Regions from separate parts of the Anser cygnoides genome. Here region 2 is linked to region 1. Evidence: chromatin contacts called from public Hi-C data. All regions are on one chromosome and are shown on one strand. Each heading gives the region's core, a stretch centred on a gene start, on an enhancer-like site or on the middle of the called end of the contact. The rest is flanking DNA. Distances are from core to core; before and after follow the strand shown.

The links. A called contact is a pair of places that touch in the nucleus more often than the background predicts.
Region 2: a Hi-C map of liver shows a contact between it and region 1, with 10 times the contacts expected there. The contact joins the promoter of NR3C2 here to the promoter of PRMT9 in region 1. A contact is called at or near these places in 2 of 7 Hi-C or Micro-C datasets (both in liver).

Annotation. Positions count from the first base shown.
Region 1 is chr4:45,411,041-45,417,324 of Taihu_goose_T2T_genome, reverse strand. It overlaps PRMT9 (protein arginine methyltransferase 9), which reads left to right and starts at 1,345. Exons shown (of 14, transcript XM_048071807.2): 1 at 1,345-1,488; 2 at 1,849-1,900; 3 at 2,443-2,655; 4 at 3,128-3,276; 5 at 4,540-4,776; 6 at 5,352-5,519. The coding sequence starts at 2,470.
Region 2 is chr4:45,767,480-45,773,548 of Taihu_goose_T2T_genome, reverse strand. It overlaps NR3C2 (nuclear receptor subfamily 3 group C member 2), which reads left to right and starts at 1,545. Exons shown (of 9, transcript XM_048071804.2): 1 at 1,545-1,889; 2 at 5,240-6,069. The coding sequence starts at 5,242.

The DNA.
Region 1 (6,284 bases), core at 96-2,595:
TTCAGAGCTTTAAAGCACTGGGAGAGCTGTATTCATGCTTTAGAGAAGGGAAGCAATGATAAACAGCTTCATGTTTCAACGTTTCATGATTAATAAAGAGTGCCATAGCCTGTTCTTGTCCCAGAAAGTGGTTAAGACCAAATGAACACTGCCTTTTGGAAATAAAATCGCTCCAGGGCCTTGCATGTGGTTGATCTGAGGAGGAGGCAGCCTGCCATGTCCCACAGTGCAAGTCAAGTGATGCCATAGGCATAGAAGGGAGCAAGATAAGGCACTGAGGAATGGGAGCAAAGGTCTGAATTTTGCTCCTCTGTTAACGTAGAGCAGAGTCAAAGGCCTAAGACAACTTGGACTTGTTTATGACTTAAAAATAGGTGGTATGAATTTTTTTCCTCTAATGTCATTCTCCAGACTTATCAATAACGTAATTCAAATTAAATATTACAAACACCATAACTGCAGTTCAATTATAGGTGGTGCCTGCACAGCACGTGGTTGTTACACTGCATGATATAAACATTTAAGGTAGTAGGCTCTTACATGTAGAGCAGGTCTGAGTAATGTTGAATAGCAAGGGACTGGATTTAACAGTGCTGTAGGCCACTTCTAGCCCTGTGTCCCTATGACCTGAATTTCAAATTTTAAACATTGGATGTGGATGGCAAAATAACTTGGACAATATACATATATGTACATGTATATGCACATGTACCTATATATATGGCAGAGGGAGAGGGACAAGCAGAGTTATCCATAGGTTTGTGCTTGGCACGCCCTGCCAATAAGCAGTCAGAATCCACACAAAGAAGCAATAAGGAAATTTTAAGGAACAGTTTCTGATCAAAATGTTTTGAAGTTTCACCTCAAAAGTAATAAGCTAAATTGGCATTAAAAAACAGATTTTTGGTTTTAGTTTTCTCAAGCCTTTTTCTTACTAATAATTATGAATTTTTGCCTGGCCTCCTTGTCAGCTTACAAAGCATTAGTTTTTCTGTAATGCCAGTTTCTAGCGTTCTCATTTTTTCTTGGGTTCTTCAATATGTTCTGCCTATCAGTTGTTCCTTGACGTAAATGAAAAATAAAGTGAATGCCTACACCTTAAAATTGTAAGGAGAAGCCTGAAAAAAAAAAACACGCACTTTTTTTTCCTCATAAATTAAACAGAAATAAAGATGAAGCAAACGGATTTCTCAATCTCGTGAAGCAGAAGAGTTGCTCAATCCTGCGGCGTGTAACTGGGTTTTGCGGTTGGCGAGCACCCTGCCTCGCCGCCCTCCGACGCCTCGCACCTCCCTCCTTCCTCCAGCGGGCCTGAGGCAAGTGGGGCGTGGAGCTGCCCACCGCCATCTTAGGGGGCGGCCACCAAGTACGCAGCGGGGCGGGCGGGGCGCTGGCACGTCTGTGCGCCGCCTGCCGCTGGATCCTAAGATGGCGGCGGTGTGCGGCGTGCCTGGCGGCTGTTGGGGAGCGGCGGCTGGCACCGAGCAGGTGATGGCCCCGGGAGCGCCCAGCCCGGCCACAAGGGACGGGTTTCTTCCTTCCCCGCTGCTCCCTGCCCGCTGGGGTGGTGGCCCTGAGGCTCGCTCCGCCAGCCCGGCGGTGGTGAGGCCTGCGAGGCCTGCCTGTGAGGGCTGGCTGCCCTGTTCTTGCTGCCCTCCGGGCCCCCAAAGCCGTGCGGCAGGCGGGTTTGCTCGGCCCCGGCTGGTTTTGCGTGTTGCCTTGTAAGTTGGTGGCGGTTGCTTCTTATGCGGCCGGTGCTTTTTTTTTTTTTTTTTTTTATTAAGCAAGCTGTTAGGGTGATGCTGTGTTTCTTGCGGTTCCTCTTTATGTAACGTTCGCTCTCTTCAGCTTTAGGATATATCTGAAAATCCTGAAGGCACTATTAGGCCCTTGTACGTAGGTAAGCATTACAAGTTTAAGTGTTAACAGTTATCAAAGGGTGTGTATTGATTCTGTTAACTGACGTCTTCATGAGGGAAAGAAATAAGCGTGTTATCTCATGTAAAGTAAATTGGGAGCTTGCTAGCTCTCTATCTGGAAGCCCTTGGTTTATGGGGATGCTATTACTGAAGTGGAAGAGTCTTAACCTGAAGATTTTATGGTTGATATGAAAACTATGAATGTGTGAGTTTCTGGTATGCAAAACTACTTAGAGATATGCCAAAACACACATTACAAAAATTAGTTTCTGAAAAGGAAAGAAATGCAAGCTGTTTGTAGGATCTAGTATAATGCAAGTACAATTGATACCTAAGTTTTGCATGGTGAATACTTACTTTAAAGTTTATGGATACGTCAAGGGTGTAAAGATGAGAATGTTTCTGAATGCTTAGGATTTGGGGGAAGAGTTCTCGATACCTGTGAGTTCTTAGTAAGTAGCTTGGTCTGCTAGTTTTGTGCATAACCTTTTTGCCTACAGAACATGTAACTTGTTTGTTTTAGGAAGAGCTAGTACCTCCATCCTTCAGAATGCCCAACTCCAATGCTAAACTTCGTCGGAGCCCCAGAAGTGGTCAGGAAGCTGGCAGGCGGGAGTTGGTTTCCCGATCTTTGCAGAGTGCTGAGCATTGCCTGGAGGACCAGGATTACGGAACTGCATATGCTCACTATCTTCTGGTACTGAATTTAGCTCCTGAGTTAAAGACCAGTGTCAAAGTAAGTGCTCTTTGATTTTCTCTTGAGGCTACGTAACATGTTCTGTGCCTGTGACTTTTTGTTTGTAATTGATCTTCCTACTCAGTCTTCTAAAAGAAGAAAAATAGTAACAGAGACAGCAACTTGTTTAATGAGTTGTATGTTTCTGTGGGAAGAAAATTGCACTTCTAGTGCAGTATGTGTCAACTAAGTTCAATAAAGATAATCCCTTGTTATTATTGGCTTGTAGTACAGCATAGCATGCAGTAGTATACGTGCTGGCTCTTAGTATAATGTTGCTGGGTGATGATATTCAGTGTGGATATTTGAGAGCTTACTTTAGCTTCTTCAAGTGATAAGTGTTGTCCCAAGTAACTTGGGAAAATACTGAGCATTGCATGCTGCTCCTTAAGGGAAAGAAGTGTGTTCAGGTGCATGTCAGGATGTTTCTGGTAACTATTGTCAACTCAATGGTCTGTGTTTTATTTTCTAGGAAACGTTTCAGTTTACTCTCTTTAAATGGGCAGAAGAACTAGATTCTCTAGCACGGATTCAAGATCTGTTTAACTGTTATGAACAGGCTCTTGAACTGTATCCGAATGATGAAGTGATATGTAATAGTATGGGAGAACATCTTTTCAGGTTTGTAGTGATCTATATTCAGCTTTTGTAAAGCTTACTTTAATATTATATGTTAATAAAGAATACCAAATTCATCAGAGCACATAAAACGTGCCCGAAAGAAATAAATGCAAGCGTTTAATTTTACATAGTTTATGTTGAATGTTGTTTGTTAGCTTAGAAAGTTAAGTACCCAATACTAAAATGTTAGTAGTCACAGCCAGTTATATGTATAAAAGAGCACTTTTGCTGAAGTAAAAGCTTGAAGTAATAGTACTGCTGCCTTCAAGTGTATTTTTAACAATTCATTAAATTACTAAACAGAAACGAGACCATAATTGTTCAGAGTTACTGTGTTTACTGTAATTGTAGTTAACTTACAGTTTTTGAAGTTCATCTTCCATTGTATCCTGTTAGTATGCAAAGGCAGTAATTGTCAGGGATCTGACTAGACTCTGGTCCTTCTTGAGGTCACATATGATAGATCTTTCAAGTGAGGAAGCTGGTTATGTGTACTGTAATGTGTAGGGCTGTTTTTCCTTAAACTGTTTGAGCTTATGCTATTATTTAATACTTAAAGGCATTCTTTTACTGCTTTCTCCAAAACTTGAAACACATGGTGCTTCGCTGTTCCTCTGAATGTTAAGGTCATCTGGAACTTAGGATGGAAAGCATAGGTTCTAGGTCAAAGCAGCTTTGGTTAGGTATACAGTTTTGACTGGTTGCTTATTTTAAGGAGCAACTCGTACAACATTGGTAGCAAAATGTATGCTTTAATGCATTTCATAGGTCTTATTTTTCAGTGCATCTGATTTAAGAATATGCTATAGTTATCTTTAAAAAAAATTGTTTCACAATTTAATTTTAAAATTGCCACTTAACGGAAGCATAGGCAAATCAAAATTTGTTTTTACAGTATGCACAAGTTAAATATGGTGGGACAATTTTGAATTTTTGTGTCATTCTATTGTGACTTCAAAATCTGTGAGACTGCAGATTTGCTGCTGCCATGTGGTTACAGTAAGCTTTCTGTAAAACCTCAGTTGTGTAAAAAAAAAAAAAAGGCAATAGCAGATAAAGACTGCAATTTTTGACTACCTTTGCATTTCCAAGTGATTTGATGTAGAGCTGTAAATATTTTTTTATATCAGTGTTTTTAAAGAGATCTTTCCAACTAGTGTGAAATACTTCCATTGTCCTAAGATCTTTTTATAGACTTGTAGATATTTACAGATAATTGGCAATTGAATGTCTTTCTATTTATTTGTCATTTTTTACTATTAGAATGGGCTTTAGAGATGAAGCAGCTGGATATTTTCACAAAGCAGTGAAGCTTAACCCAGACTTTGCTGATGCAAAGGAGAATTTTTACCGTGTTGCAAACTGGCTTGTGGAACGTTGGCACTTCATCATGCTCAATGATGCCAAGAGGAATCTTACTTACCTAAAAGCAATAGAGAATGCTGTCTGCTCAGGGTGCAAGTCTGTCCTTGATATTGGAACAGGAACAGGAATATTGAGGTATGTCATAAGCACATGTTTAATGTGAACTTATTAGAAACTTTTGTCTAAATTGTGTGCTTATGAAAAAAAGACTTTCATGCTTTGTTGAGACAACTTAAGAAACAAAGCTTTCAGAGGTCATTGAGTCTTGAGGTTATTGTCTAATTGTATTTTTGGAATCAATTTTTGATTTATAGGGAGGGCTTTGTTTACTTCTAATGCTGAGAATTGCTGTATATATTGGAGAATTCATGTTGGCTTTGGAGTTCTAATGTCAAGTATTCTGTCCTAAAATCCTTAGTACTTAGTAATCACTTGATATAGGCAGAAGCTGCTTAATGAAAATGCTGTACTGTAAAGAATGGGCTTAGTATAGCTAGGGAGTATCCTGCTATTGTTGTTGGTAGCATATCAACAGGATATCAATTAATGTGGTATTAGTGTTTACACAAGAAACTACTTCACTTAATGAAAAATGTTTAACCCTTTGAATATGAATCAGCTTTGTAAATTGAACTTCAAAAGACTCAGTATCTTTCCATACTTGACAAGATTTAAACTGGAGGGGGAAAAAGCTCTGATTCTTTTTTCAGTATGTTTGCAAAAAAGGCAGGAGCATCTTCGGTCTACGCCTGCGAGTTATCAAAAACCATGTATGAACTTGCCTGTGATGTGGTGGCAGCAAATAATATGGAAAGAGAGATCAAGCTTCTGCATTTGAAGTCACTTGATATAGAAATTCCAAAGCACATACCTGAAAGGTAAGTTATTGTGCTCTATGGTATTTTAAATTTTGCTCCTAATTCAAGAAAATATACTGTGACCTAAACAGCAAATAACTTTTTGTCTGTGGTACTTAATCATAGCTAATGTGAGGAAGGTTTTATGTTTTTTATAGAGCTGTGCATAAACAATGTTTTTGAGATCACGTGAATTTCTATGGTAAACCAGTGATCTCACAGATTGAGTTGAATGGTTTGGTGGTAGCTTTGGGGCATATGCAATTACACTGCAGCAATAAGAAAAAATAAGCTAGGTTACTACACAGTGAAAGTAATCATTTGACACACTTGTGGCTTGTTTTCTGCAGCTGGTGAATAGGATGGAGGTATGTGATAGGACCTACAAAGGAAGGCTGTTCCTGGGATGTACCACACCCCTGCAGCTCCATGTTAACTCCTGCATTTGTCAGAGAGATCAGAAATGCAAAGTGTCAGCCTGTTCCTCTGAAGGAGTGAGGGGAAAACTTCCTCTCCCTTCTAGTCACTACAGAAAGTGATGCTGTGTTTTGAAGTGGAAAGAAAATGCCATGTGATGTGTGCAGGTTTCTGAGGGTTTAAATGTGGAGTGTTGGTGGTGGATGGGCTAACTGAATGTCAGCACCCTGCCATGGGATAGATCCAAAGGGCATTGAGAGCAGCTTTAGATGCTGGAGTGAAACTCAGTAGAAGAGTGTTGCAACTTGTCCTGTGACAATAGGTTTTTGTGTTTGTGTTGAGCATTATTTTTGTATACATATGTCTTCC
Region 2 (6,069 bases), core at 296-2,795, 360 kb before region 1:
AAACACCCCGCTCCTATAAATTGCCATAAGGTAATTGTGCTCAGCACGGCAGCTCTCAGAGCAGCCGAGGTGCTCGGGTGCTTTTGGCACCCCTGGGATTTGCTTTGCGCGGAGTTGTGGGGAACTTTCCTCTGCCCTGGGACTGCAGCTTCCACGCCACCGGGGGCAGCTCTGCCGGATTAATAAATGATCTGTGTTCCAAAGCAGCTGTATGACACGAAAGGAGTAAAAGGAGAGAGAAGAGAATTGTTCGCATTCTGTGTTATAATACGTCTCGGTAGGTTCCTCCTTTTTAGCTACATTCTGGCTAAAAATAGAGCGCTAGTGTAGGCACAGTGAAATATGATTTGCTTCCAATAATATAGCAAACTAATTGTGAAATTAAGCTACTGAATGCGCTGTTATCTCGAAGTCTGGCCTTAGCAGCACTTTATGCTTCCCTATTTAACATTTATCAAGTTACCCGCAAACTTTGACGGATGCAAACAACAGCTGATAAAATAATCGCCTTTTTTAAGGCCCCGGTCCTACCGAGGCTTTGGCACAGGTAGAGATCCCTCTCCGCGAGCGGTCCTTTTGCATGTTTAAACACTTCACCGAGGGTATTAAAACACGGCCAACTTGCCCTCCCTCCGACGCTTCATTTTTTTTTAAAGATGCTTCAACGAAGAGACATTTAAAGCCCCGAACTTCAAAATAATCGGCATTCAGACATCGTAGCCACAAGCGAAATATTAATTTAAGAACCCGTATCGATGTTAGCGCTTTTTAGTTATTTTTTTTTTTTTATTAACGGGGAAACGTTTTTTTTTACGTGCACATTTTTCACATTTTTTTACGAAATCGGGACGGATTCGGTGCTGCCCGGGCTGACCCCGAGGGCACGCCGCTAGGGGGGGGACAAGGAAAGGGGGGTCCCCGCGTTTGCCGGCAGCCCGGCGGAGGGGGGGAACCGAGCGCGGCGGGGGGGGGGGGGGGGGGGGGGGGGGGGGCTCCTCCGCCGCCGCCACCGCCACCGCCTCCGGGGCCGGGAGAGCCGCTCGGCCGGGGGAAGGGCGCGGGGAGACACTCCTCCTCCCCCGCCGCCCGCCCTGCCTCCCCGCCGCCCGCCCTCCTTCCCTTCCTCCGGCGGCTCCGCGAACCAGGAACCGCGGCGGCGGCGGCGGCGGGCTCCGTGCGTGAGAAACCCCGCGGCGCCGCTCCGCCGGGAGCCGCCGGCAGCCGCCGGGAGCCGCCGAGTGCCGTCGGGCCGGCCGGGCGGCCCGGGAGGGGGCGGCGCGGCCGCCGGGCGCTGCGAGGGGCCGGGCAGCACCGGGGAGAGGGGGGGGGAGGAAAAAGTTTACACCCTCGCCACTCTCCTCCCTCCTCTTCCTTGGTGGCGCAGATGGGAGTTTTACCTGGAATGACATAAGTTTGGCTTTTTTTTTTTTCTCCCCTCCCGTGGCTTTTTTATTTTTTTCTTTGAGGGTGTCTCTCTCCCTCCCCCGTCCCCCCCCACCACTTTTTTTTTTTTTTCTCTCCTTTCCTCGAACCCCCCGCCCCCCTTCCCCGCTCCTGGATCCACCCCCCGCTCCCCTCCGCCGGCGGGCGAGGGTGTGACCCGCGGGAACACCCACCCACCTAGGCGTCCATGGTGGGAGCTGTCCGCCCGGCCGCGCCGAGCCCAGCCGAGCCGCTCCGAGGGCACCCCGCCGCCTGCCGCAGCCCCGCTCCCACCATTTCCCTCCGCACACTTTTTTTTTTTTCTCTCCCCCCTCCCTCTTTCCCCCCCCCCCCCCTTTTTCTTTTTTTTCTCTCCCCGGTGCCGGTGCAGGCTCGCTGCCGGATGGTTCTCTGGCAGTAGCCGGGGGCCGTGCCTCCTCCCGCCGCGCCACCATGTCGTAGAGGAGGTGAGTGCGGCGCGGACCCTGCGCGGGGCGCGGAGCGGGGCGCCGGGGGCCGGCCGGGCGGCTGCCACCCGAGCCGGCTGATCCAGGTCACGGCCGGTCCCGTCCCCGGCGGGGAAAACTTCGCAGGAAGGGCACGGCCATTGCTCGCCGGGGGAAGCGCGGAGGCAGCCCCGCGGGTCTCACCGCCTCCTCCTCGTCCTCCTCGGCCGGTGCCCGATTTCGGGGCACGGCGCGGAGATGGGCGAGGCACGTGAGCCCCGAGCCCGGCCGTGGTCGCGCCTTCGCCGCCGCTACCGAGGGCGAGCGGAGTTCCTCGCTGCTCTCAGGGGATGCGCGGGGGATGCGAGCCGGGGCCGAGGTGCGCGCAGCCCCGCGGCGATGCGCGGCCCCCGCCGCCGGCTCCGGGCGGGACGCGGGGGCGCGGAGCCCTCCTCGGGGGGCGCGGGCCGGGGGCGAGGGCTCGCGGAGCGAGTTGGGACCGCGGGCTCAAAGTTTGCTGGGCGCTCCTTGGTTTTTTTTTTTTTTTCGTTTTTTTTTTTTTTCTCTCTGTTTTCCCCGCTTCTCCCCGGTAAGGGGGCACGCAGCCCGCGGGACGCCGTGCCGGTGCCGGCAGCCCCTCGCCGGCGGAGCGCGGCGGGACGAGCCCGGCGGCATGCAGAGGACGAGTCCTTGAACCTCGGCGCTTTTTTTTTTTTTCCCCTTTTTCCCTTTTTTTTTTTTCCCCCCTCCCTTTTAACCCATCCCCGCACCGGCTCTGCATGCATATTCATGCGCTGCCGACAAACGCGGAAATCCAGGGCCGGTGCAGAGGCGATGCCCGGCCCTGCGGGCACCGGGCGGGGGCGGCCGCGCCCCGCGCACCTCCACCTGCCCGCGGGGGGCCGCCCCGCGCCCCCGCCCCGCGGCGCCCCCCGGGGGCGCGGCTCCGCGCGGGGGGACGGCTCCGGCGGGGGCCGCGGCGGCCCCTGCGGCTTTAAGGAGCCGCGCCGCGCCGCCTGTGTCGCAGCAACTTTGTATCAGTCATGTCGCCCGGCGGCTGAGTGACGGCGCCGGCCGGCCAATGGGGAGGCGGGCAGGCCCCCGCCGCGCGGTGGGCGGCCAATGGGGGCGCGCGGCGGGCGGGACGTCAACTTGAATTTATCTGGGCATGTGACATGTTTTTAAAGGACTTGGCACCTGGGACCGTCCCCTCCCGGCTGCCGCGCCGTGTCACCGGGCGGCGCGCTGCGCCTCGGCCGGCCGGGCAGCGGCAGGGGCCGGGGCAGGCACCGGCACCGGCACCGGGTCAGGCACCGGGGCAGGCAGCGGGGCCGGGGGAGCCGCCCCGCCCCGCTCCGCCCTCGCTCCCTCCTGGCAGGAGGAGGCGCCCCGCCGCAACAGGTACCGAACCCGGGGGGCTCGGCCGGCCGCGGGACCCCCGGGACAGCGCGGCCGCGGGCTGTGAGGGGAGCAGCCCCGGCGGGGAGGTTTGGGGGGGTTTGGGTTTTGGTGGCGCCCTGGCCGCCGGGCTTCCCGGCGGGGTAGGAGCGCAAATGGCCGCCCTCGGGGGGTGCCGGGGGCTGTGGGGCCGTGCTCGGGGCTGGGGGAAGCACAGCGGAGCCCCCTGCTGCCCCCTGGGGCAGCCCGGGGACGGGGCGAGCGGTGCCCGGCAGCCGCCGTGCTGCGCCCGCGTATCGCCGGGGTGCGGAGCCCAGCCGAGCCCCGCGAGGCTCTCCCGGCCGGTTCCCGGCGCTCCGGGATGCGCTGGCCGAGCGGCGCCGCTCGCTCCGGCAGCACGGGACCGGGCGATTTTTTTAATTCCCTCCCGCGGGTGACCCAGATCTCGGTCTGGTAAAGTTTCGAAGCGTGCCTGCCGCTCGGCTCCGCGTCAAGTTTGAGCTTTGCTGCTGCTGCGTGAGGGATCGCCCGCCGGGCGCTGCCGAGCTCACGCACCGGGGTCGCCTTGGGCCTGTCCCCGGAGCTACCCCGTGCACCGAGCTGCTGCCGGGGCTGTCAGGGTTAAAACCCACTTGCACCCTCCCCGTAAGCCTTATAACCGAGTCCCCCGGTTTTCAGAAATGCTGGTCACCCGCAGCGGCAGTTGATTTCTCTAGGAATTAGGCTTGCTCAGCACTTAAATCGGGGGTAAGTGATTATCCGGGAGTGACTTTCTGTGAAAGCAGGCACTTCTGGCTGAAAATTTTAGGCTAGAGGGATGTGATTCGGTACACACGATCATCTTCTAATAAAACTTGCCCCTGAGAGGAACGTAGGTATAGGGATATAGCCCTAAGTAAGGGCAAAGAACTATTCCAGTCTTTCTCTTTAAGGGTTTTGTTTTGTTTTGTTTTGTTTTGCGGTTTTACTTAAAAATTATTTATAAGTAGTGTTAAGGCAATGAAATGCTGTTAAAATTAGAAAATTAATACTTCTTGAAAGGGGAAAAATCTTTGCATAATGTTGGTATCGCAAATAACGGCGGTTAAGTTTCTGCAGTTTTAACAATATGATGATGAACTAATTCCTTTCAAGAAAAAAGAAAAGTTGCTGTTACCTGTACACAATTTTCAGAATAATGGAGAATATTTTCAAAGTAACGCGTGGCCACTCAGAAAATGGGCATGCATCTTGCTCCCTGCCTAGGGAGAGTGGCGTGGTGGGTGGGAAGCTTGTTTAGGGCCTTTTTTATAAGAAGGTTTACTTTCCTTTACGTATTCCTCTTGCTGTCTGCCATGGAGGTTGGTGCAATTACGGACCTGTTTATTAGTCCCACATCCCCTTCCTTCTGTGGAAGAAACTTTTGTGATGCTTTTCTCCCCGCTCAGCCCATCCTTCTGCGTCCCCTCTGGCGACCGTGCAACAAGCTTGCGTGGCTGTGTAAGGGCAGGTCTGTGCCCAGCCCTGCAGAACTGCTGCTTTCTTTCAAAGCATCATTTCTAGCACTGAAGGATAAAGAGAAACCCTTGTAGATCACCAGCCTCTCCTGCTTTGCTGTCCCTACAACATGACAGTGTGAGGTCTTTGGTGGTGCCGCTGGCACTGGCCGCAGGGTTGTGCTGGTGCTGCCCAGTTGCCCCTTTTGGGGCAAGGCGGGGGCAGGAATTGGGGTCGTTGCAGTCTGTTGTCTCGTTTTCTCTCTGAACCGATAGGACTGTTGTATCTGTGACACCTTCTCCCTTGGTTTGATTGAAACTGGACAAATGGTTGAGAAGTGATTGATGGGGCGGGAAGCGGGACTGGCAAGCAGACAGACGGGGATAGACAGAGTGAGCGGATACGCCTTGTTTCCTTAGGAAATTAGGAAATTTCCTTAGGAAATTGCACTGTCCTGTCACTTATTAATTTTACTTTTTTGTGTATGTCTTTGCTAGTTATGGAGACAAAAGGATACCACAGCTACCCAGAAGGCTTAGAGATGGAGAGACGGTGGGGTCAAGTTTCTCAGTCTGTGGAGTATTCTTCTCTAGGTGCTGGAGAGCAGGCTCGTGACAGTAACTATATGGAGATAGTAAACGTAAGCTGTGCTGCTGGCGCTTTTGCGAACAGCAGCACTCCAGGAAACAACAAAGAAAAACCCGAGCTCCTCTCTTGCCTGCAGCAAGACGGCAGTCAGCCTGGTGTTCTGCCCTCTGACATCAAAACCGAAACAGAGTCGAAGGAACTGTCAGCAACAGTGGCCGAATCTATGGGTTTGTATATGGATTCGATACGAGACGCTGACTACCCCTACGACCAGCAGAACCAAGGCAGCCCAGGAAAGATCTACCAGAATGTGGAGCAGCTGGTGAAGCTCTACAAGGAGAATGGCCACTGCTCCTCTCCCCTCCATGGTGCCAGCAGGCCCTTGAGGTCCTTGATGTCGGACTCGGGAAGCACTATGAATGGCGGTGCCATGCACGCTATTGTCAAAAGCCCGATCATGTGTCAAGAGAAAAGCCCTTCGGGCTGCAGTCCTCAGAACATGACTTCCTCAGTGTGTAGTCCTGCTGGCGTTAACTCTGTGTCCTCAACTACTGCTAACTTTGGGAACTTTGCCGTGCACAGCCCCATCGGCCAGGGAACTCCTTTGTCACGCTCGCCTAACGTTGAAAACCGGGGGTCGATGTTGCACAGTCCCGCACATGTTAGCAACGTAGGGTCTCCACTTTCTAGCCCTATAAGTAGCATGAAATCACCAATTTCTAGTCCTCCCAGTCATTGC